7 separate regions of the Mus musculus genome follow, and regions 1, 2, 3, 5, 6 and 7 are each linked to region 4. Evidence: chromatin contacts called from public HiChIP or PLAC-seq and promoter capture Hi-C data. All regions are on one chromosome and are shown on one strand. Each heading gives the region's core, a stretch centred on a gene start, on an enhancer-like site or on the middle of the called end of the contact. The rest is flanking DNA. Distances are from core to core; before and after follow the strand shown.

Region 1 (2,700 bases), core at 163-2,662, 1.8 Mb after region 4:
GAAGTCTTTTGAGATCACTGGGTTGGTCTTAAAACTTTCACCATTGTAATTACTGATCTGACTGCTTTTTCTTTTATAACAGTACATATTTATATAAAACTCCTTGGTAGAAGACCAGTATGACCAAGAACTGCTAAAGGTTTCTTTGGCTGATCTCTCACTTATCTGCAAAATCCTTGCCCATGGGCGAAAGGTCTAGACATTGTCTGTGCTGTGAATCAGGTCAGCTCCCAACAACATCCGGGAAGTTGGTGAACTGCTTAACTTCTTTGATGGATAATTCCCCATTTAACGTTTGTCTGCCTGCCTGTTGTTTTAGTGGGATGATCATCCTCAGTAGGACTGAGAGCACATCAGAAACCCAGTTTGCTTGAGTGTGATAGTGACAGATGTTGCTCATGTTTGCATGTCAAATCATAAGGGTTTGGAAGCATTCCTTTGATGACAGTTAAGTAAACAAACTATGTAATAATAAGTCTAGGAATTCATTGAGATATTCAGCTAATTTACTTCTGGTCTGTGACCCAAATTTTAGCCTTCCAAGCAGAGCACCTATTTTGAATTTACTGGAAAACCAGGTCACATAAGCTCACCCTCTCTCTCAGGATGACAGGGCCAGGATGGAAGGGGAAGATGGGCTGGCATGTGAACTTTTTACTAATAAAGACACAGATGCACAGTAAAGGAAGGGTGCAGCCCAAGAGTATACAGCCAACCGATGAATGAGCCAGCCAGATGACCAGGTCTCTGAATGTAGGGTCTGTCCTTTAAAACCATGCATCTGTGTTTTATTTCTTAAAGCTAACCCTCCCTCAGCAATAATATGAATATCATACTACCAGTCATTTTGTAAGACCTTCCCTCTCAGATATTTAGTGTTTATTCAATGCTAAATTTGATGCCTAGACTGCCGTGCTTCATGACAAAGTGCAATGAATCTCTGCTTCATTTCCAAGACTTGGGCTGTAATAGCCGAGTATATATATATTATATATATATATATAAAATAGCCGAGCATATATATATGTCTATAGCCGATATATATATATATATATATATATATATATATATATATCTCCATCCATCCTTCCCCAGCCTTGGTGGTAAAATGATCTAGTTTTTTACAAGTCTGCCCTTTCAAGAAGGCTAAGCAGGACATCCAATCCTCCCTTTGTAGTAAGACAGGATGCCAGAGACATGACTGTTACTGCAGACAGAAGTGGGCTTCCAGGGAAGAATAAGCAGAGACGTGGGTAACGAGGAGATAGTAGTTTGGGTGTGCACTTGCAGTCTCGCTGAGCAGCTAAAGCTTGCTGTATCTGAAAGCATCAAGGCCCCTCACATCACGGAAAAGCTTCACCTCTGCTCATACTCAACTCCTGCTCTCCTGCTTTTTAAATGAGGACAAGATGTTCCAAAAACTACCAGCAGTGATATTTTTTTTTTTCTTTTTCTGGGAAGCTGAGTCAAAGTAAGATGAAGCAATACCTCTGAAAGTTATCTTGATCTTGATGTAATGTTTTTCTATATGCACTTTCCTCCACAATGTGTAACTCGGGGGAAAAAATCAAGCAAACAAAAACTCTCAGTGTTAGCAAGTGAGGCATCCTTCCTGTATGTTAATTAATCCCCTCTTGTTGTGTCAGAATCATTCTCTCTAAGCAATTCTCATTCTTGCATTGATTTATTTTTTCACTCCTCCAAATTCTTCCTTGGGAATCTTATTTTAGGTGAGTCTTTAGACAGTAAATGTGTCAGACAGCTTCAAGCTACTGTGGCTGCAAGAAGTCATGACGAGAAGCTGTGTTAGCAGGGTTGACGGACCTCATTAGAGATGCCAGAGCATCTTAATTTTGTACACATCTTGGAAATTCAGACGATCTGATACATCACCAAACCAACAATTATTTCCTTATAGGTAGACTAGGACTCACAAATCAGAGGTCAATTCCCAGGAGAACTGGAGAACCCAGCCAGACCCAAATGTTATTAGGTCATTTGGTAAGTTTCCTCTTTATTTCACAGGGAGAATGATTTTCTGGAGGCTAAGACATTGAACACTAAGTGACACTGACATTAAAGACACTGCTTACAACTTTATATGCCCCAGTACAGGGGAATGCCAGGGCCAAAAAGTGGGAGTGGGTGGGTAGGGGAGTGTGGGGGGGACTTTTGGGATAGCATTGGAAATGTAAATGAGGAAAATACCTAATTAAAAAACACTGCTTACTTATCATGTCCATTTATTGAATTTTGTTTGTTTGTTTTGCTAGCTCTGGCGAGTGAGTGTGTCCGTGTGAGTGTGTCTGTATCTGTGTAATTATAGAACTCTTTGGGTTAGAGACGATCTCAAAGGTCACCAGATTTAACCTCCCCAGCATCCTGGCCTTTAACTCTGTAATTACTAAATAGAAGCTTCTGCCTTCTAATTCTCTTAGAGGGAAGCAAGGGGGGAAAAATGTCATCCGGTTCATTCTCTGATCACAGGAAAAATGTCAAGCTGGGGAGAGGTTTGTTGGTTCCACAAGTGTGAAGATCTGAACTTGATCCCCAGTACCCACCTACAAAACTGGCGGTGGTAGCATGTGCTAGAGATCTGTGCTGGGAGCCTAAAGACAGGACAGCCTTCAGGCCTCACCAGATAGCCAGTGTAGCCTGCCTGGTGAGCCACAGGCCAGTGGGAGCCACTTTCTCAAATAG
Region 2 (2,747 bases), core at 57-2,556, 1.9 Mb after region 4:
TCTATTCCAAAGGATATTGTTCTCATTAGGAGGCAGAGATTGAGGAATTAGTTTACCAGGAGGCATTTTAGAAAAGAGAGAGTGTATGCCTGTGTAAGCAGCGAGTTCTATTATAGCAGCATGGAAGGAGAGGGAGGGAAGCCTCCCCCTTCAGATGTGAGGCTTTGTCTTGGACTAGGCAAAAGACACAGCCCTGTGGCAGTGTATGACCCGACAGTAGCAAAAGTACAGTTGTGAAATAGCAGTGAAATAAGATTGTGGCTGGGGGGTTAGGAGAAACTGCATTAAAGGGTCATGGCAGTTGGAAACCACTTAGCTATCACTTGCCCTTAGGCTGGGAAAATGTCCTTCCTTTCCCTCAGGCTGACTCTGAGATTCCCAAGTGACCTCAAATAACCCCCAAACCTTTTGCCCCTTCTCTTTCCTCAGCCTGATCTTAGTTTATCAAGAAAGTGGCTGAAGGTTGAGACCCATTGTCCTAGATGGCTGTGCAGCTTGTGTATGGAAGAGAAACAGTGTGACTGACAGAGGTGGTGGGATAGAGGGGGAGGTTGGGAGATGGAGGGACACAAGGAGGGAGGGAAGGGCAGAGAGGGGAGCAAGGCAAGACTTGTGTGTCTCTCGTTCCATGGAGCTTCCTTATCTGCCCCCCTCCCCTGTCATCCTGAGGACTTACAGGTGTTTCACAGGAGACAATTATAAGGTTGCAAATGAGAAGTTGTGGGTTTTAAATTCTCACTTACTCCTTGTGTGATGGTTTCTCCGAGCCTCTCACTCTTTAGGGAATTAAACAGAATAGGTCCGGTGGGGGGCGGGGGAGGGAGTGAGAAGTAAAGTTTTTCTTCCCCTTAACACTCCAGAGTGGAAGAATTTCACTGTTGAAACCTGCTCTTCTCATCCTCACTGTGGTAAATACCTGGGATTGTTAAAGAGGAAAACTAGTTGCAAATGTTTGGTCAGCACTGAGAAGAGAATCTTTTCAAACTTTCCTCTCAGCCCTCTGAGTTATTAAAGTGTATGAACATTTAACTGCTCACACGGCAGGCAATTCACCTCTCTTTAGCTTTCTGGCCCTGGTGAATATGATTTGTGGTAATACGTGAAAACTAGCTAACTATGTATTGAGCACCCGAAGACAAGTGCCTGCCACAGTCAGCTTTGAGAAGGTGACTGTGACCGTGTGCCTGGCCAGGTCTGGCTAACATGGGAACACACTGGCCATCGAGACTAGACAGAGGAGGCCATTTCACTCTGCTGAAGAGAAGGTTGCAAAATCACCAAGCAAGTATGTCAAATCTTTCTTAACTGGCTTTCCAAACTCATATCCTTCGGCAAGTAGGAGGCTGGCAGGCGCCACCCCAGCCACTGCCCCTGCCCAAGGCTGGTGCCAATATGCTTCCCTCCAGCTGCGAAGGCAAAGCTGTCTCCCCATTGGTGGGTGCCCTCACACAGCCACAGAGTTGGCTATGACCTCCAGTCAAGTCCCAGGGCACGTTCCTCTCCCTGGAAATGCTTCTACGGAATACATAACCAGTATCCCCTGATCCCCACCTGCCGGGCAGTGGACCCACTGGTTGGTCTTCAGAGTAGGGAGAAAGCAGACAGCCCACCTGCTTAATATCTGCATCTGCGGGTGAGGCCCCAGGAGGAATGTGCCGCTCCCAGCCTCAGCTCAGGTAATTAATCCCCACAACTGACAGGTGGCAACAGGCTGCCCTTTGGCTGGGGCTGTCAGGAAAAGTGCTGGAAGGAAAGATTTTTTTTCCCCCCCAAACTATCAAGAGCACAATTCGTACATGTCTGGCAGCTAGACTACTGTGGCAGGAAGAGAGGTGGGGAGAAGGAGTCCCTGCCAGGTGGCTGTGGGGCCAGTGTAGGGATTTGTTCCAGCCTGACCCTTCCTACAGAGCCAGTAGATTATGGTAGCCAGCGATCTGCCTGTGTGAGCTCATTTCCAAAGCCTTTCTTCTCTGCTGCAGATAGAGCTTGAAGGTGGAACAACTCATATTACTCAAGAAGTTGGGGTCCGAAATGATCTTGTCCATACGATTCAGAAAGTCAGTAGGAAGGTAGAGACTTTGTGCCCTTGGCTTCCTGTTCCTAATTCCAGGAAGGAAAAAAATAAAGTATTGCCTGATCCTCCCAGGAGCATAAGTAGCTGCTTCATGATGGATTTGTTTGTTTGTTTTGTTTTTGTTTTCTTTGCAGAGGGAGAGGGAGTTTAAGACAGGTTTCTCTGTGTAGCCTTGACAGTCCTGGAACTCACTCTGTAGACCAGGCCGATGCCGAATTTACAGAGATTCACCTGTCTCCGCCTCCACTTCTGGTGTGTGCCACCACTGCCCAATCCCAGTACTCCAGCAGAGATAGACCGATCTCTGTGAGTTTAAGGCTAGCCTGGTCTACAGAGTGGTTCCCAGACCATCCAGGGCTACATAGATATTTTGGGTTTTAACAACACTTCTGATACTCACTCCCTCTCTGTCCCCTTTTCCTTTCTGGTGTTTTGGTAAACAGTGCAGCATAAAACACTCACCATCTTGAATCTTGTTTAAACTCTTAAAAACAAAATCTATTCCTGGATGTGTATGCTGTCGTACTGTTTCTCCAATGAGTTTTTAGGGAATACAGTCCCTAGTTTAATGTACTCATACACTCTTGTCACTCAATGTGCTTTTCTCAGATCGAGCCTGTGTGGCTGAGCACAGTGCCTTTGCATGTTAGTAAACCAGATGTAAGGATTAATT
Region 3 (2,860 bases), core at 341-2,840, 1.9 Mb after region 4:
TGCAATAAAAGACCACATTAACAACATTGGTACATGCTAGACCTGGAGAATGCAGCCAGACTCTTGATTTGAACATCCGAAAACTAACATATGTGGTGCTCAGTCTCCCTTCAAATGTCCTTTTCATCCACATCTTTTATTGTGACCAACCAGACAAATCAGAGTCCCACAGAGGAATCTGTGCTCAGTATGTATTTTAAGCATTGGAAACTCATTCCTTCTTAAGAGAAACTTGCCACAGAAAGTGAGTGTCGCATGGGTATAGTTCAGAAGTGTGCAGTTCATCAGTGTAGAGCAGTGTTTTAAAAGTCATGTTGGGTGTGTCTTTGAAATTTATGAGATTTGTAACTCCCTACACTAAGTCCAAGTCTGTGTTTGTGCCAAGTGGGTGGCAAGTACTGGCAGGTGAACTTCCCCTTCATGGGGTTTATCAGAATTCTCGACCTACGACCTCAGAAGACCAGAATTTTGTAATCCAAATAAAAGTTAGATATAGAGAGAAAGGGAACAGGAAGTACTTTCAAGTAGAGAGCTGAGATCAGAAATAACAGGAAATGAAGCATGCAATATGCACACGACTCACCTGAGATTTTCTCTATGACATGAGAACACAACCGCTTTATCTCTTGGATAAACTGGGATGATTTAATGCAAGGGGTGATTTCTAATCACTGGGTGCTACGTTGTATTGGTTAATCATTGTGCTCTTTTTTGTTTCAGCTAAGTTCCTATGAGCTGATCTAACAGCCTTCCAACTTATTATTGCCTTCATAATACTACTCTATCTCAGGAATAATTAAAACCCATAGAAAGCATGTGAAAACACTTTTAATACTTAGAATGCTGAATGTAGATGTTTTAAAAGAATAGAAAAAAAAAACCCACAGAAGACCTATTGCCAGATCCTCAGCTGCGAAATGAGTAGAGAATTCTGTCGTGTCATTTCATGGGGCTTCCTGCCAAAGACACTTTGGAAATGTTTAGGAACTTTGAACTCAGAATTGTGGAAATTACAGTGTCATCCAGCACCAACACCCTTTGTGTATTAATACAAAGGCTAACACTTTGTAAATATCCATAAGAGAAATCAGAAAAAGGATTGCCTGTGTACAATTTATTCTCAACTACCTTTGAGAAGGGCAACCCTATGTCCCTTACTTTTGCTTTTAGATTTTTCTCCAGACCCTTAAAGAGTTGTTAGCCCAATTTACTCACTTCTAAACAGCACAGAGTGAGTAAAAGTCTGTTCAAGTTCATTAGTTTTTCCTGATTCCCTTCTTTTATTCCGCAGAAGACACCCATGATATATTTCATTCTCCCCTCAAGCCTGTAGTTCCCAGCTTAGCTGGTAGTGCTCTTTGGTGGATTTGATAGACAGGGCAAAGACACTATTTGCATATCACCATGTCTCAAACCTGACCTTGGAGATAGCTGCATGCCACCCGCTCCTTATAAATGCACACCCTCAGGTCCATGACACCTTCAAGAGTCACATACTCACAAAAAGCTATCCCTAAGCCTGGCCTCACCAAAGCTCACCAAACGGTACCACACTGTTCAGTAGCTGTCTAGTGTTTGGTCAGCAGTGAGCAATCAGTGGAAGCTCTGTCTGCTCCAAGACTGCCTAGCTTCTTCCCTTGGATAATATCCTATTCATCAGAGAGCAGCTTGGCTGCCTTTCTCTCTGTCTTTCATCTCCTTCGCCTCATTACTTCTTGTCCTGCAGTACAATACCACAGTCTTTGCTCATCATCACAGCCTCTATAACACTTTGACCTCCCTTGGTGAGGGTGGCAGGAGAGTGAATGCCTAGTCTCTCCCATGATTGTAATGCATTCTTTCCCTCCCTGGGGAAAAGGTCTCCTCTGTCTCTTGGCTGAAAGATGATTTTCTTCCAGACTGCCCTCCAATTATTTCCAGTGTGCTTGCCTAATACCGATCTCTCTCCTTATGTTGAGTGGAATGGGTGTCTTCATGGTGAGGAAATCAGGGATGATGCATACTGGTAAGTGTGAGAAAATGATGCATACATTGATCTAAGCCAAAGATTTGTGCATACGTGGTGTCATGTGGTCTTGGTTCTCTTTGAATTTCCTGTCAAAAACATGACTCAGCTTCTTCTGATACTGTGCAAAGCAGTTCATGGTGAACCAGCTAACTTGTATCTTCAATTCCATTTTAGCGCAACCTCTCCTGACCTGTCCTTACTGTAAGCCTCTCTTCTTGGCCACAGCTCTTCCCTTGTTACTCTGTCTCCATGGGACTTGTCAAAGAAGACTTTGGAGTACAAGTGATTGATTGCCTACTGTGGCTCATTTCCACCTTCATGCTGGTTTTAGCCGTAGACACTTGTGTCCAGGAAGCACTCTAGAACCCACATTATGTAGGTACTTGTGGATTTCATAGTCTTACTTATCTGTATCACCTCTTGATGACTCTGCCAGTTGGTTCAATTTTTTCCTTCTGTTTCTAAATGCAAAACAGAATGTTCGTTCATAGTACCTGGATAAATGATGGGCAACATTCTAGACTGCACCTGTAGAAAACAAATCCCTGAGTGAGTGAGTGAGTGAGTGAGTGAGTGAGTGAGTGAATATGTGAGTGAGTGCCTTTGCCTGTCTGTCAAGAATTCCTTTGGCAACATCCCTTCACACTAGTATGTCAAGAATCAGAAGAGGCAACATCAACAAAGTGAAAAACAAATGAAAAGTTGCCTCTGTATCAATTTTAACAGAAATCTCTATGCATATCACTAGGAAAAACAGATAAAAACAAAAAGTGGATCTTGTGCTGGCTAGGTTTATGTCATCTGAGAGTACATGCCTTGTCACAGAACTTTCCCTGTACAATTACATTAGAG
Region 4 (2,930 bases), core at 60-2,559:
GGCCAAGACCCCCCCGGGTCCCGCACGCTGAAAGCGCCGCAGGTGCAAAAAAAACAAAAAACAAAAAACAAAAAAACCGCGCACCCCTCTCCCACCCTCCCCCAAAATCCCTGTCCCGCCTTCAAGCCTCCTTCCTCGGGCTGGGCAGACCGAGCGCACCCGGGTTCCCGACTGCCTCGACTCCAACCAAGAAAGAGTAATTTTCAAAGTATTCAACGTCCCCGCCCCCCGTGCAAGCGAAGCCTTCCCAAAACACTGTCTCTCCTTGGGAAGATCACGGCTCTCAAAGGAAACTGCAGACACGATACTTCATCTGGCTTTATGACCAAAAAGAAAAGGGAAAATAAAACAACCAGCCGAGGAGTTGGCTTGCATTCCCCCCGCTGACTCCCGGCTCGGGTGCAAGGCAGGGACTGTGCGGGGCCGGGGCCGGGGCCGGGGCCGGTGGACGGCCGCCAACGCGGGCACCGGGAGAACTGAGCGGGGAGGGAGGCAGCGGCGGGGAAGGCAGTTTGCAAGCGAGCAGAGAAAGCAAGCCAAGCCGCGCGAAGCCGGCGGGGCCGCCGCGGTCCGCCCTCCCAGGCCGCGCAACCCAGCGCCCGCCGCCCCGCGCCCCTGCGTCTCCAAACACCGAAACAACACCGGGCAGGGCGGCACAGCCTCCCCGAGGCGGCCGAGGCGCTCCAAGACAGCAAAAAAAAAAAAAAAAAAAAAAAAAAAAGAAGAAGAAGAAGAAGAAGAAGAAGAAGAAGAAGAATACGTATGCGAAAAGCTAGATCCTACAGTGGGAGAGACGTGGGGCTGATCTTCGGCATTTATTTTAACACCTGACAGCTAGAATCAATAAATAGATACATTTATATCAATAGATACACATAGGAAACTTGGAGCCAAAGCATTTGGCAAAAGCGGAAAAAAAAAGAATTAAAAGGTAAAATAATGATCATGAGCAGCGGCGGCGGCAGCGGCACCAGCGGCAACAGCGGCGGCGGCGGCAGCGGCAGCGGCGGCGGCAGCAACAGCAATAATCACCTGGTGTCCGGCCTTTCCTAGAAACTTCTTGCATCACCACTTCTAAGAACCCCAGTTCTAAGAATCAACAGAGCTCAATTCTCGGAATTTGAGCTGCGGGCTTTACCATTGCTCCGCAGCAGGGGAGGACTCGGTGGCAGCGGCGCGCTCCGCAGCGCCCTCCCGGCCGGCAGAATGCCTCGGGGCCGCGCCGCTCGCCGCCCTATAGTGCGGATCGTGGTTCCCGCAGCACCGCCGCCCGGAACACCGGGGGTCCCGAGGCGGGCGCGCGCGGCTACAAGGCGACCCTCCCTGCCCCGGGCCACCGATGGAACCGCCCGCTCCGCCGCCGTCACGTGGGCTCCGTGACGTCGGCGTCTTCGCTGTAGCAAAGCTCGGCCTCTGGAATTCTGAGAACTAATTTGCTATTCGGTGACATAAGAGGGAGAGTGCGCTTTGCTTTCCCGGGGTCTGGGGCTAATTCTTCCTCTCCTACCCATAAACTCGGCTCCTCGAGCTAAATACACAAAAGGGAGCGAGAGAGTTGAGCCGTTAGAACAAGTGTGTTAGAGGCAGGTTTAGAGAGACGAGGGAGGGAGAAAACAATAAATACCACAGCTCCTTCCAGCTAGAGTATTAGGCACCACGAGAAAAATATTTGCCAAGCAGTTTTCGGTGGGTTCATTTGTTTTCTTTTTATTTGGGACAATTATGTTGGGGCGGGGGGGGGGTCCTTTGGGGATGGTGGCTTGGGATGCTCCTGTTGTATTTTAATGATTTAGGTGGGGTTTTTTTTCCGCTTCTGATTTTTGCCTTTTGCAAGTTTGTGGTGTTATGTAAATCGTCGGGACTGTCATTCGTTGGTTTTATTGTCTCCCTGCGTTCTCGCTTTCTCTCTCTCTCTCTCTCTATCTCTCTCTCTCTCTAAAGGTGCAATATTTCAACCTAATACCATTGACAGAAGCTTACATTTTTGGCCACATATGACAGCCCCAACCTCCAACACCACCACCGCTCCCCGCCCGCCCCCCCCGCCCGCCCCCCAGCCGCCCTTGGTACAATTTCCTTTTCCTCTTGGACTTTTGCTGAAGCTTTCCTGCACTTGAAAGAGATGTAAAAGGATTTGGATTGGTTTGGTTTGTTTCTTTCCAGGACAGCGAGTGGTGGGTTTACTCTGTTACTGTTGACTCTCAGGAAATTTCTTGATGCTAGAAATGTGTGTGTGGGTACGTGTAATGTTTGCCTGTTACAACATTCTGTGAAGCCAAATACATGTTTGTATTTTGCTATTTTCTTAAGGTCTTGAACATTCCCCCCACCCTTTTTTTTAAACCCCCACTGGGTTCGTTTCAAGGTCGTCGGGAGAAAGGAAAAAAAATCTCTTCAGTATGTGTTGAAGGGATCAGCCTGAGGGAATTCTAAAGGCCTGGCTGCCAGGATCACAGATACTGCGCGTATTGAGTACAGGCTGTGCTACACTAGGCGCACTGCTCGCAGCCGGGTCCTCTAGGCTTTGGAGCAGAGCTGAGGGGAGGAGAGGAGCGGAATCTTTCTTTCCCTTCTTTCTTCCTTTATTTTAAAAGGTGAATACAGGGCAGACTCCTTTCACGGTGGGCCCTGGGTTATGTGTTCATAGCTGCAGTTTCCTTATTTAAATGTTGGTCGGGGTTTTTGCCCTCCTACTCATCCCTGGATGAGTGAGACTCTTGTTTCTTTTATGTCTGTCTCTTGCAAGAAGGGTGTGAGCTAAATAATATTCAGATTCCTTAAGAACTAGAATGAACTCAAAGTGTTTGGAGCAAAAGACTCTTTCAAAGGTCAGGCTGTTCTGGGCTTTAGCTGTGAAAGTCCTTCAAGTGGCTCGTTAAATCACAGAGGGGTTTTCAAGCATTCGCAAAATATCTCCACATATTAATTTC
Region 5 (2,700 bases), core at 25-2,524, 2.0 Mb after region 4:
TTAGTGTTATATCTGTTCGATACAGTATTATGATGATGAAAACCAGCCTTTGAAATATAGAACTTTGAAAAAGGAAAGGACAAATGGTCCTTAAGTGATAAAAAAGTAAGACTTTGTTATTTACTCTGCTGTGAGCTTAGGGTCCATGTGTGTAAACAAGGGAAAAGGTGGCCCTGGTGGAAGGATCTAGACCTGCAGAGGCATGGATGAGAGAGGCAAGTTCCATCTTTGGCCAAAGAGGTAAACGTACAAATTCTCTAGGTAGAGGGAGCCCTGCATCTAGATTTCAGCCTCACAGGCAAGGCATTCTTGCATCCCCTATTCCAACAGCGGTGGCTTCAGTCCTACTCCTGTCTGCTCTAACTCAGTCATCACAGCATCATGTCGGAGCCTCAGTTTTTGCCCAAAGTGAAAGAGGCAACTGGATTGTAATCTCTTTGGCTTTCTTCAGCCCTTATAACTACAAATATTCGAATGGGATTTTCCACTTATTTGCAAACAGGACTATTTAACATATAGACTCTAATTTCTGAGTTTGGCTTTCCTAAGTCATTCGATGGCACTCCCTAAATATTTGAATGAAATTATGCATGGTTTGATGTGGAGCAGATTAAAAAAATGAATGCTTTAGTAGATCTTCGATGTTCCAGGTGTAAAGCAACATGGCCAACCAGCAGAACGGGAACAACCACTCCCTGCTGTCAGCGTGACACACGATGGGATCGCACACAACAGTGGCGGCATCTACTGAGGCGCTTACCCACTTTCTATGGGCTGGATGGCACATTCTGTGCTGAAGCTGCTGCCTCTCCCAGGGCACGAGCGCACCCAGGAAACAAGAACTGTGCAGAGCCAAGGTCTGATTTCTTTGTTGATGTCTTGTAACCAGAAAACAGAAATTAGATCCTTGCCCAGATCTGTCTATCATGGAGTTTTTGTGCCAGCAAGTGCTTTGCAGTGAAGAGCAAACAAATTAACTGCTTCACATATCACGAACTGTCAACCCTAAAGTCGGGGTAAAAGTTTCATAGCCCTGTAGTAGCCCTGTGGTGACGTCACTTGCCACTCTCAGATGTTAGCAGAAAAAAACTTGCTTGTATTTTTTAATATTTCTAATATTAGTCTTGCTATTGGTTTATGTTCAGTTTGAATCTTGAGGAAGGCATAGGGTTTTGGAAACAATTATAATGAATGACACCATTTTCAGAAGAGGAACTGGAGTCCAGAAAGAGGAAGCGAGTTAGTTGCTTTAGGTCACCCGGGAATTGAGAGCTTTGCCCAGTCTTCCACGGCAGAGATACATCCTGAATTCTGGTTTGGCAGTGGTAGGCCAACAGCACACAGCACTGAAGTTGAATTTCTCAGTTCCACCGAGCAAAGTCTTCTTAGCCCTAACCAGATCACAAGTGGCAGAAAGTGAACCTCCCCCTTTACTGGAGCACATTGCAACAGTGGGTGTGGTCTGAGAGCAGAGCCTTTGCAGTGAACCCCGAAGTCTTTGAGTTCTCTGAATTAACACTCCAGCTCGCTAGCCAGTCTTGTTCCCTCCAAAGCAAGTTACCCACTTTCTTGCAGACCACTGTCTGCTGGCAGAGTTGTCATGGTCCATGTGTTCCTGGGTTGTCCCAGATAGTTACAAAAACATCATTGGAAGATAAAATAGGTGTGCATCGGAAGACAAGTTCTGTAACAAGGATCCCTTTATTAAACACTTCAGACACAGCATGCCTGTGTGAGCTGACAGCAGCAGGAAGAGGAGGCTGCCCAACAGAAGCCATTGAGGTGCAGCCTGTGAGAAACAGCTCTGAATTTATACCAGCAGGAGCCCCTCTCCAGCAGCAATAGTGCCTAGGGCAGGGCAATTTAAGGTATTCATTCTTCCATCACCACTGGGGGTGAACCTACACTGCTGGAACCCCTGTTTAGGTGTCCCCTCTTACAGAGCACTGTGGAGGGGAATCAGAACTTCATTTGAAAACACCAGTCCTAACATTCTACCCAAGGGGACCCCGTGCCATAGTCCTTAATCCAGTGGTGGCTTCCTCAAGCCTGAAAGATGCTGTTCTCTGTGATTCTTGGGACTTGGCAGACTGTGTCCTGGGAGCTCCTGTAGACACAAGGCAAACTTGCTGTGAAGAGTCTGAACTCTCAGCCAATGGAACCATGAAAGGTGATGGGGGAAAGGCAGCAAACCATAGAAGCCTGAGACCAATTCACATCCTATCTTTAGACCTCGGGGCACACTCTAGCTGTGGGGTGCTGAGTGCAGGCTGATCATGTTGATATTCTGAATATGCTGCAAAGTAACTGTGTGTGTGTGTGTGTGTGTGTGTGTGTGTGTGTGTGTGTGTGTGTGTGTGCCATGTAGTGTTTGTGTATCTGGGTGGTATGTGTTTCTGTATGTTTATGTTTGTCTTATGTATGTGTGGCGTATTTGGGAGTTTGTGCCATGTGTACATGGCCTGTGTGCACTTCTGTAGTGTAAATTCTGTTGCATGTTTACTGGTGTGACATGAAGAGTGTGGGTGTTGTGACTCAGTGCGGTGTGTGCTTGAGGGTGTGAATGGGCTCTGAATGATGAACTGAAGCAAAACAATGAAGACCAGAAGAAAGCAAATGAAGCGAAGTTGGGAACAGGGGGAGAAATCTAACGACTCTTAGTATCCTGTTAATTTATACTACGGCTCTGTACAAAAATAA
Region 6 (2,700 bases), core at 109-2,608, 1.8 Mb after region 4:
GTGTAGGCATGTATGTCTAAGGCAGGAGGTACAGACCATTATGAACTGCTGGACAATCTCTGGTCCTCTAGAATCTCAGCAGCAGGTGTTCTAAAGCCGTTGAGTAATCTCTCCAGCCCTCCTGGTTCTTAGGAAAGATTGTGAAGAAAATGTTTGTGTGCTTTATTTGAGAAATACAGATGCTTTTGAAAGCATGTTTTCCCTAATGAATATTTCTATGGATCATTGCTCTCTCCTCTGAGTTATAATTTTAAAGATGACACACTTAAGAGAGGAGGTGCACGTGTGAGCTATTCACCAGAGCAAAGCTACTTTTAAGGAATGACACATCAAGGACTGTGGTTCTCTCTTTAGATGCAAGGCCTTACAACTTAACCTTGTTTCCACTTTCTTTGTTCATAAGACAGAAAGCGTTTACTACTTATATTTCATGGCCATAGCATATCAATGAGGAAATATATGTATCTATAAATATGTTAGATCATTTGAAACAAAGACAAAATAAGATCGTTACTTAGTAATAGCTCAAAAAAAAAAAAAAAAAAAGATGTGTTGTATGGCAACCAGTTATCAAGTATTTATCCTATTTTTCAAAGGTATGCTTTTCTTTCTTCCTTTCTTTTTCTTTTCCTTTCTTTTTGTCTTTTCTTTTTTAAAAATGGATTTAGAATATCCACTTGTGTCATGGAGGTCTGTGCACGTGTTAGGGAAAGGGCTGCTGAGAAGAGAAAATATACCCAGAGCATCCTTGCAGGTAGAGTTTGTGAGGGGATTCTCCATTCTTTGGGGTGGTTACTATCTCTATGTTGTCAAAGGAATGAAGTAACTTGTTTAAATTCTGAGATCAATTCATGAACAACTTAGGATCTGAGTCAAGCTACAAACTTCAGGACCCCAGAAAAGTTTCTCAGCTTTCAATCTGCTGCTGTGGAAACTTCTGTTTATGGCTAAAATAGGAAAGGGTGGAGCTAATTTAATTAAAATAAATGATTTATAACATTAACCAAAGAGCTTTCTTTTTAGCTCCTCTCAATGTTTCCATTTCACTTTTAGCTGCTGGTTTGTATCATGTCTTATTTTATCTTCCTGGTCTATCCAACTGCAGTTCCCGGACTTACAAAAATATACTTGCTAAACACAAGTTAAAGGGCAAGACGGACTTCAGTCTCTACGTTGTTTTATGTGATTGAAATGTTCATCTCAGAGAGTGCCTGTTTCTCCTTGGGCTGCAGGAAGGTGAAGGAAGATGAGTGGCTTGATGAAGTTAGGGAAATTCCAGAGGATGGGGGTTGCCAGATTGCTTGCTGCCTCTGGATTGCCAAGCTCCACCTCCTGCTCTTTGTGCACAGCTGTGGGCTTCATTAAATTGTGATGTCTACAAATCACATCTGCGTTAAAATGCAGAGCAGGGGGAATTCCTGAACACTGGCTGCTGCCAAGTTCCTGGAGTTTTAACAACACTCTGATCAGACTGCCTCCCTCTCCTTGGAAACTATAAATAAGTCCAATATTAAGAGTATTTTCTTCAATCATAATGTCTATCCATTCACTCGGAGGGTTTGGAATATGTGTGAGGACCAATGATGGCGCCCCTGTCTATAGCACTATGGTGTGGACATGGGTTGTCAAATAGTAGAATTGATATAGTTAATGATTTTTCCTTTGGGTGAGAACATCACTTAACCTTATAAGCACAGTTTTGTTTTTGATTTTATTTTCTCACCCCAATGTGATTTTCAAGAAGTACCTTGTGGAATTTAGGCCTTAATGATTTAGTTTCTTCTCTGCTTGGGCAGGGTAACTCAACAGGCATGTGCATTGTATTCATTATATGGAGAGTTTGTATTTGAAAGGTCCAGGGCTGTGTTAATCGTGACAGAAGATGTGAGACAAAGCTCACGGGCATGAGCAGAGGCACGGGATGCTGGCTATGAAGAGAATATCCTCGGGTTGTCATAAGGATGCAGTGGGAATACAGAGAGAGCCATGGGGTCCATCAGGAGTGATAGAAGGTCCAAGAAGGAAATAACCATGGCTCCAGGCTTTGAAAAACAGGTAGTTGAAAACAAACATATGTAGGTACTGCAAGAGAAGGGAAACATGAAACAGAGGTACGAAGAATAAAGGTGGTGTACAGAACATTGAACATGTGTGTTCCTTGTGTTGAAATCGGGCTGTGATCACTGGAAAGCCACCATTCATTTACTTCTAAAAATTAAAAAAAAGAAATAGCTTGCTTACCTCCCATGGGTATAATGTCTTCAGTGACACTGCTTAGATTCTTACACTGATGTTGGATAACAGAGGAAGAACCAGGTGAATGGGTGGGACATCCATAATAGGAAACTGTCCGGCTGGCTGGATAGGGCATCCATAATGGGAAGCTGCCCTGCTGGGGCTAGTGGGCAGACATGGGAAGAGTGGTTTTGGAAGAACTATAGACATGGGGGTCTGTAGGTAATGGAAGAATCAAAGAAGTGGAGTCTAGAGGGTCTGCCCTCCTCTGGGAAGTTTTAGTAAGCAGTATGGAAAAGGAAAACAGAATAGTTCAAACAGGCATATTTTGTTTCCAGTACATACCCTCCACAAACACCATAATAGGCCACAGCAGTCATTGACACACATCATGCTTCCTCTGTTTCAAGCTATGAGGAAGGCCAGAATATAAATATACAAGTACTACACCAATAAAATCCAGTA
Region 7 (2,700 bases), core at 102-2,601, 1.8 Mb after region 4:
TGGCAGCCTTATCATGAAGGAAATACCACTACACAGGCTTTTCAAATGCTACACAGAGTACAGTGAGGGTGTCGGAGGCTGATGGGCCAGCTGCTGGAATGTACTGTCCTAGAAGACAGCTACAAAAGAACATGGCTGAACTTCCTGTTGTCTAAATCATTTTCCTCACTTGCTTCATGGGGCCTTCTTCTCTTCCATCAGTGTATGCATTATGTGGTAACTTCATGGCCAGGTCCTGTTACGACTGGCTTCCCTGTCTGTGCGGGCTTCTCATTAATATCTAGTGCTGCCTCTAAATATTTGGGTCCACTTGCTTCTGTGACTATGGAGTTTTAATAAAGAACAAATGGCACTTTGATATTCATGTTCATCTGTACCCATCAACATAGAAATAGCAAGAATTGTTAAACCTGGATAGATTGAGGATATAAAAGGAATGTAATATCTAACAAAGATTGTTTAATAACTATAATGTACTCTGACTTAAAATAATTTTTTAAACTTACTGGGAATTTGAGTTGATAATTCAAAGATTAGTAAAGGCGCAGCATGTTCCCTCCCTGTACTCTCTTCAACTTTCCAGTTATTCCCCTGCAGCAGAGCTGGACTTAGGAAAGCTGCTAATGAGCAGGAAAGGGTCCAGAGGGAAGACGGCTATGGCAAGAAGTGACAGGCAGGGCTTAAAGTTGTGGCCTTGTGTGACAATGGGGAAGTAACAAGCCTGCACTGGGACCTAGTGCCAAGCTTGAAACCATCCCAGATTCAGATAGAGTGTCACAAGGAAGGAATTTCTTCCCAGATCAAACTCTACTTTCTAAAACAACAACACAACAAAAAGGAACGAACAAACAAAAGCCCTAGACTGGTGCCCCCACCCCTGCTATAATAATACATCGGTATCTCTGTGTGTGTGTGTGTGTGTGTGTCTTTGTCTATGTGCAGGCTCATGTGTGTACATGTGTATGTGTGTGTCTGTGTGGGGGCTCCTATGTGTGGGTGGGGGTGGGGGGGAAGGCTGGTGATAGGGTAGGGAAGAGAGAAGATATGAGAAGACAAGAGGACAACTTTGTTTCAGGAAGATCTTTGCTGAACCAACCCTAGTTTGGAGAGGGAAAAGGACCTTTTTGTGAAATGATACTAAATAGAGACCAAGACTCAAACCTCTCCATTTTACTACTTGGAGTCGATTGTTTCTCATTTTGTATTTGAGAGTGCTCTATGTATGCCACTATGTACTATTTACTACTTTGTATCTGGCACTGTGTGGAGCAGCTCTATACACTCTGAAGAGGACTGTTGTAACTCAGGGAGCTGCCCAGAGAGATTTCCATGAAGTACTTATGCAATGCTTCGGGGAAAGTGCTGTGGCAGCAGCTAGAGCCCTGGGCAGGCCAGGTCACTGACCTCGGGGCCTGCATGGTCCAGGCAGGCAAGCTTTCCCTATCTCTGGCCTTTTCTAGTGGCTGTATTTTAAATGGGGGGCAGTGTTCTACTTCTTTGTTAGTAAATGCCAGTCCTAAGGGTTCCCATGCAGGGCTTGAGATAAGGAACCTTCTCAGACCAAGAACAGTGGCAGGCATCAGCTGTAGATTGACTACGGGTGTCAGCCACATAGTCACTCACGAGGCTGCCTTGCCCTACCTGTTTTCCAATTGAGTGCCCTCAAGCCCAGAAGGGACTGGGAGAAAGAGATCTTAGATGGCAGATCATAGATCATACCTTCCTCGCTACTATTGGAAAAGAGATGGTCTAATAAAGAAACACTTATCCTTTATCTAGATAAGGGGAAGCTTGTTTGTTCTGGTTGTTTTTTAGGAGAGCAGTGATCCTCAACAGGGGTGTGTGTGGGGGGGGGGGGGGCAAAAGAATGAATGAATGTTACCCACAGCAGCCCGACAGGACTGGCTGTTCTTTCCGCAAACTACATTCATTTCTTAAACACAAATCGGCCACAAACTTTCCTAGGTTTGAACACAGGATTTAGAATGAATTCCGTACTCTGCCCTGTTAATGAAGGATGTGTCTGTGGCCATGAGATGTGGTTCATCAAGGAGGATTTGAGTGAAAAGGCTAAGAAATATGTTACCACTAGCTTTCTTTGGTGTGTGCTTAGGAGAAAGGAACGTAGGGTAAAAATATCTTCTCTTGCAGCTATCAAGTCAAACTGTTTGCTTTGTTGTTGAATGTTTTTCACCTTTGATTTTATATTGATAATAAAAAAGGGATAGAGACAGCACTAATGATCAAAAGAGAACTCAGTTAAAAAAGAAAGTCTTTTCGGAATTGCCATAAGGTTTATTTATAGTTGTACTTGTTTTGAAGATGGCAGTGTTTTCTAAACCTAGTGGACTAACCCCTCTCCTTTGATACCTGACGACAAGAAGGTTGGGTGGTGGGCAAAGGTGTTCTCTATCATCCATTGCTAATTTTAACGGTGCTTATAGAGAGTATCCAGCAGAACAGGGGATTTGGGATTTAGAACACAATGACTTGAAATGTCAAAAGGAAAGGTAGCTACTCCAGAAGTTCATCTGATTCACAGTGGAAGACTTCAGTGCGGTAGGGAAGTGTAAGCAAAATGCAAAGTGTCAGAGCAGAATAAAAACCCCTCCTAGGACAATCAGGAAATCCCATATGTATATGCTGGATGCAGCTGAACTTGAAGGGACAGACAGAGCTCTCTTAAGTCTAGACTTGGAA

Evidence for each region. Promoter capture Hi-C pulls out the DNA fragments that hold promoters and counts their contacts. HiChIP or PLAC-seq counts read pairs in DNA pulled down with a chosen protein or histone mark.
Region 1: a promoter capture Hi-C map of 3T3-L1-derived adipocytes shows a contact between it and region 4, with 11 times the contacts expected there. The contact joins the enhancer-like site here to the promoter of Bcl6 in region 4. A contact is called at or near these places in 7 of 39 promoter capture datasets (the 3T3-L1 cell line, 3T3-L1-derived adipocytes, embryonic stem cells and 3 more) and 4 of 115 datasets of contacts at active chromatin or transcription factors (embryonic forebrain, forebrain, large pre-B cells and 1 more).
Region 2: a promoter capture Hi-C map of 3T3-L1-derived adipocytes shows a contact between it and region 4, with 8 times the contacts expected there. The contact joins the enhancer-like site here to the promoter of Bcl6 in region 4. A contact is called at or near these places in 4 of 39 promoter capture datasets (the 3T3-L1 cell line, 3T3-L1-derived adipocytes, embryonic stem cells and 1 more), 1 of 15 datasets of contacts at CTCF or cohesin (pro-B cells) and 3 of 115 datasets of contacts at active chromatin or transcription factors (astrocytes, embryonic forebrain and pro-B cells).
Region 3: a promoter capture Hi-C map of 3T3-L1-derived adipocytes shows a contact between it and region 4, with 6 times the contacts expected there. The contact joins the enhancer-like site here to the promoter of Bcl6 in region 4. A contact is called at or near these places in 6 of 39 promoter capture datasets (the 3T3-L1 cell line, 3T3-L1-derived adipocytes, embryonic stem cells and 3 more) and 2 of 115 datasets of contacts at active chromatin or transcription factors (the NIH/3T3 cell line and embryonic forebrain).
Region 5: a contact with region 4 is called in a CTCF HiChIP or PLAC-seq map of pro-B cells, with 22 times the contacts expected there. The contact joins the enhancer-like site here to the promoter of Bcl6 in region 4. A contact is called at or near these places in 6 of 39 promoter capture datasets (the 3T3-L1 cell line, the C10 cell line, embryonic stem cells and 2 more), 2 of 15 datasets of contacts at CTCF or cohesin (large pre-B cells and pro-B cells), 27 of 484 Hi-C or Micro-C datasets (the AtT-20 cell line, B cells, the Ba/F3 cell line and 19 more), 7 of 115 datasets of contacts at active chromatin or transcription factors (the NIH/3T3 cell line, astrocytes, cardiomyocytes and 4 more) and 1 of 9 other capture datasets (embryonic stem cells).
Region 6: a promoter capture Hi-C map of 3T3-L1-derived adipocytes shows a contact between it and region 4, with 5 times the contacts expected there. The contact joins the enhancer-like site here to the promoter of Bcl6 in region 4. A contact is called at or near these places in 4 of 39 promoter capture datasets (the 3T3-L1 cell line, 3T3-L1-derived adipocytes and hippocampal neurons), 1 of 15 datasets of contacts at CTCF or cohesin (pro-B cells) and 6 of 115 datasets of contacts at active chromatin or transcription factors (astrocytes, differentiating embryonic stem cells, embryonic forebrain and 3 more).
Region 7: a contact with region 4 is called in a promoter capture Hi-C map of liver, with 2.6 times the contacts expected there. The contact joins the enhancer-like site here to the promoter of Bcl6 in region 4. A contact is called at or near these places in 8 of 39 promoter capture datasets (the 3T3-L1 cell line, embryonic stem cells, hippocampal neurons and 3 more), 1 of 15 datasets of contacts at CTCF or cohesin (pro-B cells) and 5 of 115 datasets of contacts at active chromatin or transcription factors (astrocytes, embryonic forebrain, forebrain and 2 more).

The regions. Positions count from the first base shown.
Region 1 is chr16:25,785,234-25,787,933 of GRCm38.p6, forward strand. The region is part of intron 3 of Trp63 (transformation related protein 63); the gene reads left to right. Among named protein-coding and RNA genes, the nearest start is that of Gm24928, 84 kb to the left of the region's middle. Within about 2 kb of position 1,413, at least 15 of the 459 cell types and tissues checked have an H3K27ac peak or open chromatin away from gene starts, as enhancers often do. A contact at or near this core is called in 3T3-L1-derived adipocytes, where this site is marked.
Region 2 is chr16:25,848,420-25,851,166 of GRCm38.p6, forward strand. All of the region lies in intron 4 of Trp63 (transformation related protein 63), which reads left to right. Among named protein-coding and RNA genes, the nearest start is that of Gm24928, 150 kb to the left of the region's middle. Within about 2 kb of position 1,307, at least 23 of the 459 cell types and tissues checked have an H3K27ac peak or open chromatin away from gene starts, as enhancers often do. A contact at or near this core is called in 3T3-L1-derived adipocytes, where this site is marked.
Region 3 is chr16:25,898,876-25,901,735 of GRCm38.p6, forward strand. No RefSeq gene overlaps it. Among named protein-coding and RNA genes, the nearest start is that of Gm24928, 200 kb to the left of the region's middle. Within about 2 kb of position 1,591, at least 53 of the 459 cell types and tissues checked have an H3K27ac peak or open chromatin away from gene starts, as enhancers often do. A contact at or near this core is called in 3T3-L1-derived adipocytes, the NIH/3T3 cell line and liver, where this site is marked.
Region 4 is chr16:23,987,543-23,990,472 of GRCm38.p6, forward strand. It overlaps Bcl6 (B cell leukemia/lymphoma 6), which reads right to left and starts at 1,310. Exons shown (of 10, transcript NM_009744.4): 1 at 1,033-1,310. It overlaps Gm31527 (a long non-coding RNA gene), which reads left to right and starts at 725. Exons shown (of 2, transcript XR_384770.3): 1 at 725-1,686.
Region 5 is chr16:25,957,602-25,960,301 of GRCm38.p6, forward strand. P3h2 (prolyl 3-hydroxylase 2) reads right to left here. Exons shown (of 15, transcript NM_173379.3): 15 at 1,683-2,700. Among named protein-coding and RNA genes, the nearest start is that of P3h2, 150 kb to the right of the region's middle. Within about 2 kb of position 1,275, at least 67 of the 459 cell types and tissues checked have an H3K27ac peak or open chromatin away from gene starts, as enhancers often do. A contact at or near this core is called in B cells, pre-B cells and pro-B cells, where this site is marked.
Region 6 is chr16:25,745,668-25,748,367 of GRCm38.p6, forward strand. The region is part of intron 1 of Trp63 (transformation related protein 63); the gene reads left to right. Among named protein-coding and RNA genes, the nearest start is that of Gm24928, 44 kb to the left of the region's middle. Within about 2 kb of position 1,359, at least 34 of the 459 cell types and tissues checked have an H3K27ac peak or open chromatin away from gene starts, as enhancers often do.
Region 7 is chr16:25,803,775-25,806,474 of GRCm38.p6, forward strand. All of the region lies in intron 3 of Trp63 (transformation related protein 63), which reads left to right. Among named protein-coding and RNA genes, the nearest start is that of Gm24928, 100 kb to the left of the region's middle. Within about 2 kb of position 1,352, at least 24 of the 459 cell types and tissues checked have an H3K27ac peak or open chromatin away from gene starts, as enhancers often do. A contact at or near this core is called in liver, where this site is marked.